Regions from separate parts of the Anas platyrhynchos genome. Here region 1 is linked to region 2. Evidence: chromatin contacts called from public Hi-C data. All regions are on one chromosome and are shown on one strand. Each heading gives the region's core, a stretch centred on a gene start, on an enhancer-like site or on the middle of the called end of the contact. The rest is flanking DNA. Distances are from core to core; before and after follow the strand shown.

The links. A called contact is a pair of places that touch in the nucleus more often than the background predicts.
Region 1: a Hi-C map of small yellow follicle shows a contact between it and region 2, with 2.6 times the contacts expected there. The contact joins the promoter of PLXNB2 here to the enhancer-like site in region 2. A contact is called at or near these places in 4 of 8 Hi-C or Micro-C datasets (F5 follicle, liver, skeletal muscle and 1 more).

The regions. Positions count from the first base shown.
Region 1 is chr1:21,701,112-21,706,994 of IASCAAS_PekinDuck_T2T, forward strand. PLXNB2 (plexin B2) reads right to left here and starts at 3,999. Exons shown (of 38, transcript XM_038173392.2): 1 at 3,870-3,999.
Region 2 is chr1:21,562,514-21,568,901 of IASCAAS_PekinDuck_T2T, forward strand. The region is part of intron 2 of PLXNB2 (plexin B2); the gene reads right to left. Among named protein-coding and RNA genes, the nearest start is that of PLXNB2, 140 kb to the right of the region's middle. Within about 2 kb of position 4,483, at least 1 of the 8 cell types and tissues checked has an H3K27ac peak or open chromatin away from gene starts, as enhancers often do.

The DNA.
Region 1 (5,883 bases), core at 2,749-5,248, 140 kb after region 2:
TTTCTAGAGAGTTAGGGAGCCTTTTAACACTAAGCCACTGATGGTTAGATAAAATGACTACCTTAACCAATTTCTTCAGTTCCTTATTTCCAGTTTGTCTATGTAGGTTTTGACCAAGCAAGGAGCAGGAGGTTAAAGCACTTACTGTTCAAATACTGCATTTTTAAAACAGACACCCCCTAAATGCCTTACTCAGGCTATGTTTGTTTGTTTTTTAAACAGGAATTAAGAGAGCAATATCAAGTCCAAGCTGGCTTTGTGTTTAAACAAAACTCTTAAAGTAATATTCCACTAATTCTACTTGTTCTTGGCTTTATTATAGCTAATAATGGCCTTATTATTATTATTATTATTATTATTATTATTATTATTATTTTTAATTCTAATGGAAACAATTTACATACAAGTGGATCCTCCCTTCACTATAAACTGAGGTTCCTGCAGTGATTGAGCAAACCTACAAGAAAAGGCAAAGTAAATATCTACCACTGAGTTGAAAAGGCAAAGGTAAAGGAGGAACACCACATTTGTGTTGTTTGTTTACTTAATTCCATTTTCATTATTTAGACTCTCATCTCGCTAACAGGTGCTAACTTTACTTAAAGAAGGACCTACAGCTTTTGTTTGCATAAATCAAGCACGTTTAATCAAGTGCGCATTAGCTCATCAGCATATTGGTTCTGATGAGGAATTGCATAAGCGACAATGCCAAGCTATTTTGGGGAATATTCATTATATGTCTAAAGAACAGTCTGACTGGAGGAAAGTGAGAACAAAATGACAGTAAAAGAACTGTAGCAATTACTTTACTAGCAGTTAACGTTTGCCATTAACTGCTTGCTGGCAAGAGTTTAAAGTTGCAAACCCTAATTTAAGCTTGTTACCTTAATTTTACAATTGTAACTCAATAGTCAGAATGTGGCACTAGTGTAATACATATCTTCATTCAGCACTTCATATAATAAATATATTAAAAGTGCATGAAAATTTCCACAGTCGAGGCATCACAGAATTATTTATGATTAGTATTATATCTTCATTAAATATATACAGATGTACAAGTTTGTTTTTTGTTTTTTTTTTTTTTTTTTTTTTTTTTTTTTTTCCATAAACAAACTAGAATCCAAACATGTTAGCAACAAGTCACTGGAAGTTTTTGTTGTTAGCAAGCATTCAGGAAGAGAGCTACCTTCAAAACGCAGATTCATTTTTGGGGAGCTTATTGCATGCATGGCAAACAGCCCCTGATTTTGGAAAGCCTTTATGCCACTTCCAATAATATCTGTAGGAAGGTTTGGGCAGACAAGGGCTGTGCCCTCTGTGAAGACATTTTACATATATATATATATATATATATATATATGGGTTCTTATGTTAGATGTACAAAGCGAGATTTGTCTAGAAGAAACATGTTGCTCACTTGCTAATTGCCAGAATCCAGGTGGGAAGAAGGATGGGAAGAGGAAGGCTGTTCCAGCACAGCATGCCGTGTTCCTCTAAAACCCAGAAACGACTGAGACCATTGCACAACCTCTGCCTGCACAGAGCTGCCTCCCCACTACCAGTACTCACTGAGACTCTACACGGAGGTAGCTCATTTGAGTTGCATTTTCTAGGGGAAACACCATTTCAGACAAACATACATGAAGAACACACAACTGAAGCCTGAGCTAGCTGACCCCAGCTGTTTGCCCTGTCCCTCTGCCAGCAGAGAGAGGAGCAAGAGGCTCACGCTACCGGACTTGACAACATTACGTGCTAACACGAACAGCCATAAAATGCAGTTTACATTCATATGCCAAGCTGTAAACTCTGGCAGATTCAAGCTCCAATAGGAAACAAGGCTGAATGGCAAAGTAACCTCTGGCAAAGGGACAGGATGAACAGCTGGATGCTTCAGCTCCCGGAGCATAAGTCAGTGTCACAAGTGTATTTATTATGCTGTCCTTCCCATGTCGTCAGCAATCTGGGAGTATCAAGGAAGTCTGGTAACAAAACTGTTGCAGCAGATTACCAAGAGCAACCAAAGGTTCTGGTGCATGTTTGGGGGTTCACTTTATTACTAAAAGCATCGCATTTTGCTGGGTCAATAGCAGGTTTGTACTGTTGCATCAGAACATAGAAAAAGCTTTTGTTACCAGAACTCACCTTGCAAACTCCTCTCCCAAACACAGCCATCATTTCGTTTACATTCTCTGCTGGTTTAACTAACAGCCTCTAAGGAAGATAGTTTTCTACTTCGCTTTCTTTTAGGTTAGGTTCTCACCAGCTCTTGGGAACCACAAACATTCAAGGCAAGGAGGACAAGCCAAGCCAGGCTCGGGAGCAGACTTCCTCCCTTTTGTTTTGTCTGGAAGCGTGCTCTGTTCTGGCTTTTCCAACACAGGCAGCAGCCCCCGCACCGGAGCACGCAGGATCAGTCTCACGACCCAAGAGGTGGGCTGGGTACGGAGCGCTGGCCCCAAGTGCCTTCGTGAGCTCGCTCCCAGCTTCACAGCTAATGGATCACCCACCCGGCTCACAACCCCGCTCCTGCAAGGCCGGTTATGTATTTCGAGCTTTGGAAAGGCGAGAGAGAAAACTTCCAGCTCAGCTTTGGAGCTGACACCCTTCAAAAAACTCGAGGCGATCCCAGGTACGTCCCGGCAGCCCACTGCCTACCGACCCTAGCTTCCTTCTAGATTCCATTGTAATGAGAACATAAATAGTAGGACAAGCACATATCACTCTTGAATGAATTACCTATTGAGAGTTCCCTCTGGTGTTCACTAAGTTAATCATCACATTCAAGGTAACAGCGTTAGCTACAAAAGCACCAAGTTCCCCCACGAGCAAGTTTTTCTTTGGATGGCGGTAGGGACAGGACCGCAGCCTCGCAACTCACCGACAACAAAGAGATTTCCACGAGATTTCAGAGCCTCAAGAAACTTGCAGCTCGCTCTGCGTTCACCCCAGCAGCCGGCTAACCCCAAAAGGACCCGAACCGGGGCCGCTCCCTCCCCTCCCCGGGTGGCGCCGAGGCTGCGCCAGCCTCCCGTGGGGAGACAGCCGCAAGTCACAGGTACAGCCCATCGCGACACGGAAAAAAAATAAAAAAAAAAAAAAAAGGAAGGCAGAGGTGTTCAGCGGTGCCGAATAACTAAGCTTTGAGTCACCCATGTTCCAAGCTCGCATTTCCATTCTCCCGCACGGAACGCGAGCGAAGCACCCCGTATGTAATTAACAGCTCGGAAAGAAAAGTTTAAAGCTGCCTGAGCGAAGAGACGGGAGGAAAAACCCCAAACAGCTCGGAGCCGGCGGGGAGCGGGGCCAGCGCTGGCCGCGCCCGGAGCGGGGGAACCGGGGCCGAGCTGCGGGGGCTCGGGGGGCGCCGCGGCCCCTGCAAGGACCGCGCTCAAAGTGCGGAGCCCCGAAAGCGAAGCCAGCCGGGGGGCGAGGAGCAGCGCAACCCCCCCGTGCCGTGCCGAGCCGTGCCGTACCGTGCCGGTCCCTCCGCCCTGCCCGATACCCCGCGATCCCGGGGAGAAGGGGAGAAGGAGGAGGAGCTCGCCCCCCGCTACCCCCAGGGCAGGGGAAGGGGCTGCGTTACCTTCAACAGGTGCAGGCAGGGGGGAGCCCCGCGGAGCCCCGGAGCTGCCCGAGCGGCCGGCTGCCCGCAGCCCGGGGCTGGGCGGAGGCGCTACGGCAGCCCCCGGCGGCCGCCCGCTGCTCCCCGCGGGCCCCACCTCGGGGAGAGGAAGGAGGGGAGGCAGGGAAAGAGGAGAGAAAGAGCCCCGAGAGGGATCGAGCGGCCGTCACATGGCGCTGCCGATCCGCCAGCCGGAGCCTACGCCGGGGAGCCGGAGAAAAGCTGCGAGGAGGGGACACACCTGTAGGCGCAGCACATATCCGCTGTGAGCACAATGCGAGACAGGAAACTGAAAAGGAACAGCCCAGGAAAGGAGAGAGGCTCCCGTCCCTCCCTCTTTCCCTCCCTCCCTCCCTCCGTCCTCCTCCTCCTCCTCCTCCTCCTCCTGCTCTCTCCACCCCCTGCCCCCGGTCAGGATCCGCTTGCAGCGCTGTCTCCTGCCGGGAGCAGCAGGCAGAGGGCCGGGCGGAGGAACCAGCCGCACTTTCTCTCTCCCTTTCTCTTCCCCGGCTCTGTATTGTGTTGCCCGCCAGCCAGGCAGAGCCCAGGGGGCTCCCCTCACGGGGGAACCGGGGTCGGGCCGGGGGCTCCGCTCCAGCCCCCGGGATGCGAGCCGCGGGCTGCCCTTGGGAATCGCTGGCCGGGATCGGAGAGCGGGGGAGACCCCGGCTGTGCCCAGCCTGGAGGCCCGGGGATGCCCGGCACGGCCCCGGGGGGGGTCGAGGAAGCACCCCCCGAAGGGGTCGGGAAGGGGAAGATCGCCACCCCTCGTCCCCTCAGCGGGGATGCAGCTGCTGTGGGGCTCGGGGTTCCCCTCTCCCGAGCGCTCCTGTCGTTGTGGGGCCCAAAATATGTCCCCACCACCCCCGGCAACATCTGGAGTGAACTTAGAGTACTTCGGGGTTTACCCCTCTCTGGTCAATCTGTGCGCGGTCGCGCTTTCTGAAGGTCTGTCTCTTCCCCCTCTGGGGCTCTCCACCAAAACCCCAAATTTCTCCCTTCCTCCCCCAGAAACACCCAAACGGGAGCCCGCTCCTTGTGCACAAACAGGGAGTCGCATTCCTGCAGCATCAGGGGCTTCCCTGCGCCCAGACACCAAATTTGCCTTGACTATATATCCCTATAACATAGAGATGATCTATTAAAAAGAGGGATGGATTAGCAGAATGGCTCACGTAAGCTTTAGGCAAGTTGTTTAGGCTTGGTAGGTGACTTTCCATCAGTCAAACGTGGACAGGCAACGTTGCAAGGAGCAGTTAATTAGCTGCTGTTGGCACTTTGAGTGCAGCTTCATTAAATGCTGCGTGCATTGGGCTTCTTGCTGAAATAACAGGAGAGGGCTGGTCAGAGCCGTGCTTCTCAAATGGCACCTGGGAAGCTGCTGAGAAACTGTCACTGGATCTCGGAGCAGTAACAAATAGGAAATAAATAAAAACCAGCTCCAAAACCTGTGCAGGAGTAGGAAGTGGCAGGCTGTTGGAGGAGATATTAAACTGGCGCTCGGCCACAACTGTGCAAAGTGCAGCCACGGTGTTTGCAGCGGGGTGGGACCATTGTGGTGTTGTGTGGGCTGGCTGGGTCCCATCCCCTCTTCCTGAAAAGCTCCAGCAGGTCTCGTCCCTGCCTGTTTGCCTCTTGCCTGCTCCATACGTGAGCGGGCTGAGTCGCCACAAGATGAGGAAGACCAACTCTAGCATCGTTGTGGAGTGTCTCAGATCTGCATGCCCTCCCCCTCCCCCCCCCCCCGTACCTCTTCATTTGCTGGAAGAAGGAAAGGGGATCTGAAGAGGAGGGAGATGGGAAGGAAAATTGGGTTAGTCGCATCCTGCAAGCCCTGGGAGAGATCCAGGACAGAGGAACTCACAGGCTGCTAATGGGCTTGGTGAGACCTCACTTTCCAGGCTGTTTTTTCAACGTCTGGGCTTATGGCCAGGTTGTGCCCAAACTTTTTGCAGAATGCCCTGGAATTACCGGCCAGGCAGCTCTCCTTGTGCCCTGGCCTGTGAATCCCTGTCTCCTGGCATGCTCTGCCCCCAGGGCTTTTGCTGGGGGCTCTGTCACTTGTTCCCCCACCCCTGCCTGCTCCAAAGCCCGTGATCTGCTCACTGCCTGGGGCAGCAACCCCAGCAGTGGTCCCACACCTGCTCCATCCCGTGGCCAGTGGCCAGGGCTGTGGCGCTTGCCATACTGCTGCTGCCTCATGCTGGGTGTCCCCAGGCTAGATCTAAGCCTTAGCCCCCTCCTGGCACTCTGCA
Region 2 (6,388 bases), core at 3,233-5,732:
AGATTTCTGCGCTATATAACATAGCCTTTTTCATAATAGGTTTGGGACACAAGCCAGAAATCTTACTCGCTGTCTCCCTACTTATTCAAACTGAGTCATCAGATTTTCCAGGTTTCTTCGCTCCCAGACGACACACTGCTTTGGCTAGGTTTAGATGGACGCCGGTTGTACCATCTGCCACAAGGCTTCCTGGTTTTGTTTAGTTTTGTTTTTTCCTTTTACCTCCTGCTCGTAGCACAACAGCTCTTTTTCAGTGTCTTACACGGAACACGCTGCAAGGAGTTCGTCTTTCCTAGCATGGGTTTGGCCAGGTGGCTGGACGAAAACAAATGCTTGAACTACAGGAACTAAAATACACTTTGCTATCAGAGACCCTGAGAGCTGCAAGCTCTTGCAGGCTGACTGAAAGTCAAAAGTACTTAGATGACATAGTGAACTTTTCTTTAAAGCTGATAGCAACCAGGAGCATGAAGCAGGAGCAAGTGTGGGATGAGGGGACATTCACAAAAGCTAACTTCACAGTCTAACAAGGTTGACCTTCACAGAATGGTTAAGGTTGGAAGGGACCTCTGGAGGTCATCTTGCCCACCTTGCTTCTTTTCTTTCTACTGGCTCAAGAGAGAGGGTCTTGCCATGGGTCACCTTCTGGATGAGGAATCTGGCTTTTCTGAACTGCTTTTTGGAGGAGATTCCCTCTCTTCTCCATGACCCACAGAGGGACATGTATGGAGATGACTGCCATTAGACTGCATTTATTTCTTATCCTGCCCCATTCCAATCTGAATGCACTTAAAAGCTTCCACCTTTTCACACGACATAATTTTTGCCTTTCAAATCTAAAGACTTCTTTAGGAAAAAAGGACAATGAACACCATGGGCATGTCATGCAGTTAAGACTGTCCAGCACAGCTGCAAACAAACTCCCTTTCCTGCAAGAGCCCTCTTGCTCACCATGCAACTCTGTCTCAGCAAGTAGGGTGAATGTCTTTAGGTACCATCATTTCAAAAAGATGGTTAGCCCAGGTTGATTGGCTGTGTTTAAATGTTGAGTGAAGCTCCCGTGCTGTGGCTGCTGGAGGAACGGTGGCTTCTGAAGGCTGCAAAGAACAAATGTAGCACTCGTCCTACTGAGCCCACAGCCAGTGCTGCTAAAAGTACAAATGTATTAAGTGCTGTTTTTGTTTATTTGCTTCTAGGGCTAAAAACAGATTACAAACCACATTTCTTTGAGGCATATTTTTGTCTGTTTGTTAAAAAGGGCACGTGCTGGGTCAGGGATAGAAAGTTGTACTATCCGGTTCCCAGACACAGGCCTTACTCCCTCGAGCATCAGCTCTGAGGAACATATTGAGCAGATACTTTTCATACAGGCATTTACACACCCACAGGACTTCTATTTGGCTGTTTAGCTAACAAGCACGGTGCACTCGATAGTTCTGAGCATGTAGGATAACACTTCCAGTATTTCTGTTTTGAGCTTAAATTTGAAAACGGATCCTCACATTTTGGTGCTAGGAATGCTGTGTTACAACACCAAGATCATGTCCATATGGAAACAGGACAGAGAATTTACTATTAAAAATTTTAGGCTGGTATTAAATGTCAGCATAAGACCCTAAACATTACAGTGTATTTACATTTCTAATTAACTCTCTATCACACTACTACATTGCAATGCCTGGCCAACTCTGCATCTTTGCTGACCTTCAGCTCCCTGTGTTAAGCTGTTCTTGGTCATTCCCTTTCTGCCCTTTACAGCTCTTTGACCTCAGAGACACCGGTTTCACTTCTAACATACAAGCTCCAAAGCTTTATCACTGACTTCCTTCCTGTCTCCTCCACTTGGCTACCTCAGGCTTTGTATCATCATTTTCTTGAAGCTGCTCGACATAGCTCTACCTTTAGTACACTTACATCTAATACTGCTTAAATTCTTTCTTTTGCTTTGGTTTCCAGTCATCCTTTTGGATTCCAGTCATCCTTTTGTCCAGAAATTTATGTGCTATGAAAAGACCTTGATCTCCTCTGTGCAAAAATTTGCATTATATTAAAATGATGATGGAAGTGTTTAATATTGCTGGATGTACCTCAAAAGAACCACCACTTTCACTAAGCCCTTTCATTTTTCTTTTCCTGCAGTTTGCAGGGAAGAAAAAAAAAAAAGGAAAAAGAAAAAAAGAAAAAAAGAAAAAGCACATAGAGTTTTATGTTCTTAAAATTTAAGTTAAAAGTCTCTGACCAAAGTCTGAGTTTTACAGATACAAGAACAAAGACCAGCACAACTTGATACTGAAAACTAAGAATTAGTACTCCATTAGCCTTTGTGAACATCCTTCACTTCAGTTTAATGTGACTGAATACCTTATCTCTTCATAGACTTTTCCACAGAGATTTCTTGACTACGGAATTAAATGCACTAGCCACTTTCTCTGCTGTCCCTTCTGACCAGCCTAGAAAGCCTACCTGCTCTTTCAACAGTATTTCACTGCAAAGATCAAATAGCAAGAACGCGCTCTTTGAACCGGTTGAGGTCCAGTATTTCACATTTTAGGACAAAGAACTGAAACAAGTATCAGTGAAGGAGTGGTGAGGTACACTTTTCCAGCCTGTTCAAATTGTTATTTATCAAACCTTACGGTTGACACTGGACAAAATTGTACCCTGCCTTGTTGCTCACATAAGGCAACAAGCCCCCTCTCTGCCCAGTATAGAGCCAGCACCTAACGGTGATCCATCAGACCTCAGTCCAAGAGGCCTGGCATAAGGATTTCATCCAATGCAAAGCAACAGAGAAGCAACCTCAGTTTCTCTAAAGCTATTTGAGAGACTCTTAAACTTCACTTCCTCATCTTCAAATGGCATATAAAGCCTGGTAAATTTACAAGAATAAGGATACCAAAAATAGGAATACACCTACCAAGAACAGGAACAGCTTTTAAGCCTTTACACAAAAAGCTACATTTGAAAGATCCACAGCTATGAGACACAAACAAGATGCCTGAGAGTGAGCTGTAATATAAAACAAATACTGGTACCTATTTAGGATAGTCATTGTAACTCACTTGTGCTTTTTTTTTGGTTGTAAATAACATTGCTGTCCCAAACTGATACCACAAAAATCATGCTATGATGCAGTAATGCATTACATGCTATATAAAAATCATGCAGTAATGTCAACTCTATTAGTTACTGGTAATTAATAGGAGAGGCAGATTTTAATGCAGTGATGGCTGTATATTTTTTCATCATGAAAATGAAACTTTGCATATCTGATGAACTCCTGGTTGTGTTAAGTATAAACATACCTACACTGCCCCTGGCTAGTTTATGTGACAAGCTCAACACTGTACGTGAGCCAGAGAATATGAGATTCTTTCTACATGATAGACAGATCAATATGCATTAGAAATATCCATGCTTTTAGAGTGTTTTTGTTTTGTTTTGTTTTTAATCTGCAACTTGAATGCCATGGAGTTAAGATGATAAATTCAAGATCATAAACTATACAGTCTATGCCCATGACTTTTCAATGTTGTTTGGCAAATCATTGCAAAATGAATCCCATGAGAATCAACTTATCTCATGGTACAGGATGTTTACACCTGCTAAATCTGCTATTTTCTCTACACTCAAGACAGCCAAAGGGAAAAGGCAGGCTCTGCAGAAGGCAGTGGAAAGTGGGCTTCTTTTTCTTTCTGTTGGCTTGAGAGGCATTGCGGGTGCCCAAGTTAGAAATCTAACATGTTAAAGTGAATATCCTCTTTATGTAACAGAATAACTGGTTATTAATTTGTGGCCTCTGGCTTAAAAAATATTAATTAGAAGTTAGTAGAAAACTAATCAATGCTTTTTTTTTTTTTTTTTTTTTTTTTTCTGATATACTCTGCATAAACATGCACAGAGAGTAAAGACTCTCTTGTTAGCTGCTTAGCATGGCCTTCTCAGTCCGTACGATGACCACAGACAGACTTCCAACAGTTTTCTCATTAGTCTTCTCTTTGAGCACTTTGCTTTCTCTGCATCTGTCAGGAGACCAGAATGGGCTCTCTGAAAATTCTGGAGACAGATCTTTTATTTATAACTCATGCCAAGCAATATCGGCTGCCTGGGAGCAGGAATCAAATCTCTAACTATTAAGTAAACACTTGCTGCAGACTTCATATTCTAGCTGAAGGTTAATCACCAAGCAGTTTACAAAACATGAGCTAATCCAAAGGCCAAAGGTGAAATCCTATGGTCTCTGAAGTATGTGAGAGTTTCCGTAAGGCCAGGATTGCTGTCCCAATTACCTCGTGTGTCTGTATGAACATACATGTTCTTGTAAATTCACATGATTTGACATAGGAAGAGGCTACAGATGCACCCCCACCCTCCACTCTCATGCTGAAGACAGGAACCACTTCCACTTTTGAGAGGCAGTTCATTTAGCTAGCCTTGCCCAGCTGAAACACACTTCTGTGTACCTGCCCTTGAAGGGGACAGCACGCTCAAGGTCCACAACAAACAAGTCTTTACTGCCCAAGGGACAGACCATAAAATAAATTCAAACGCTCTTTGTGTTTGCTGTTACCTTCTTGGCCGGCTTTGGACAGCAATGTTTCCAGCATGTGAGCACACAATTTCTCTCCAAAGGCTCCCTGCTTGCTCTGGCAGCACAGGGGGCCAAGGCTCTGTTTGTGCAGCCTTGCTTCCCGCACTGACATTGTGCCACCAGTGGGAGATGCTCCCCAGGTCACTAGCATCACCTGGAGCAGGTGAACACCACTTTCCAGCAGAGCAAAGTTTACTGTCAGTTTTCCAGGAATTCAACATAATACTGGCACAGTCAATAACTCCTGCACTCAAAATCACCCAAAGCTCACAAGTTCAGTGTTCCCTTTACTTGTCTCAAAGCATTGATCAATGCCTATTCCATCAAAGTCCTAAAATGATATTGCCATTTTCCTCTGTTCCCAATGACCCAAATATCTCTTTCTCTCTTTTTTTTTTTTTTTTTTTTTTTTCTTTATCTTTCCTTGCTGGCCATGGAAGAGAGGAGGCACACAGAGAAGTGTACTGAAAACGAAGCAGACTGTCATCTGTATTTGTGCTGCCCGTAAATACTGGTATAAACACAGGCCAGTTAATAGACTAGCTTTCATTCACCTACAGATTTCAAAGTACCGAAATAGCTTGATCATTTCAAAATGCCAGTAAATATCTCACAAGAATTACCACAAATCTCTGGTATTCGAGCTATGCGCAGACTTACAGGTAGCTCTGCTCCCGCTATAAAATATTCTATAGCTGCTGCTTTGGCTTAAAACAACCTCAGCAACAATTCCCCTCCCAGCCTCCCCTTCACAAAACACAGCTGTTAACTGCAAACTGAAGAACACACACACACACAAAAATCACCCAAATTGCCCAATGATCATTACTGTTCAATCAAGGTAAATTGTGCAACATCCACAGCCACCGCTTCAGAGCCTCCCATCTCAGAAAAGAAAATCAGTGTCTGTGGTATTACATCCCCCCCTTCATCTTCACGGAGCTGAAGGCATTCCACAGGCAGTTTTATTTCTGAGAGCACTGATTTTCTATCGATCTGCTCTGGCCTGGATTTGAAATAGGATACTATATGAAATTGGATCCTGGGAGCCTCAAACAAGCCCAGGCTTGCAGAGGAGGTTAAACAAAAGGAAAAAGAAGTTTTTTTTTAAACACACGGTGCTAGTAAAACTAATTTTAAAGTGCCCTCTATTTCTCTCGACTGGAAGTAATATATTACCTCTATAAAGTCTTTTATATCAAGCTCTTTAAATTCTTTATTACTTATACAATACCGTTGGTGCACACCTCGCCTTAGAAATATGCATTTTAATGGTCAACCAAAGCGATCCAAACCACCAAGGTAATTAAGACTGCTTTAAAATTGGCTTCACTAGCAGACTTTTACCTTTCCCCACACATCTGACAAACTCCAGCCCAGTCCGGTAGTCCCTTAATCATGCAGTCAGTGGAAGGACTTGCACAAGAATTTGAAGGTTTACTCCCTAAATTAGAAAAAGCCTGCCGTATTGGAAAAATGAGCAGGCATGGCAGTGGGAGTGCGAAGAGGGAGAGGAAAAAATGTTAAGTGTAGGAAGGTAAAAAGGAGAAAAGATTGTTAGACGGGGACATGACATGGATGAGAGAGAATAAGTCATGTAAGGAAAAAGCAGCAAAGGATGTTGTGGAAACCAAAAGGAAAGCCTGAAAGGATGGAGAGTGTATCCTGAACACAGCAGGTTTTTGCTTTAAATGTGTTTGCAAGACATTGAACAGAGAAGAAAGTGCGGGAGGAACAGAGATAGCTAATTTGAGTGTAGAGCCAAGGAAAAAAAAAAAAAGAAAAAGGAAAGAAAGT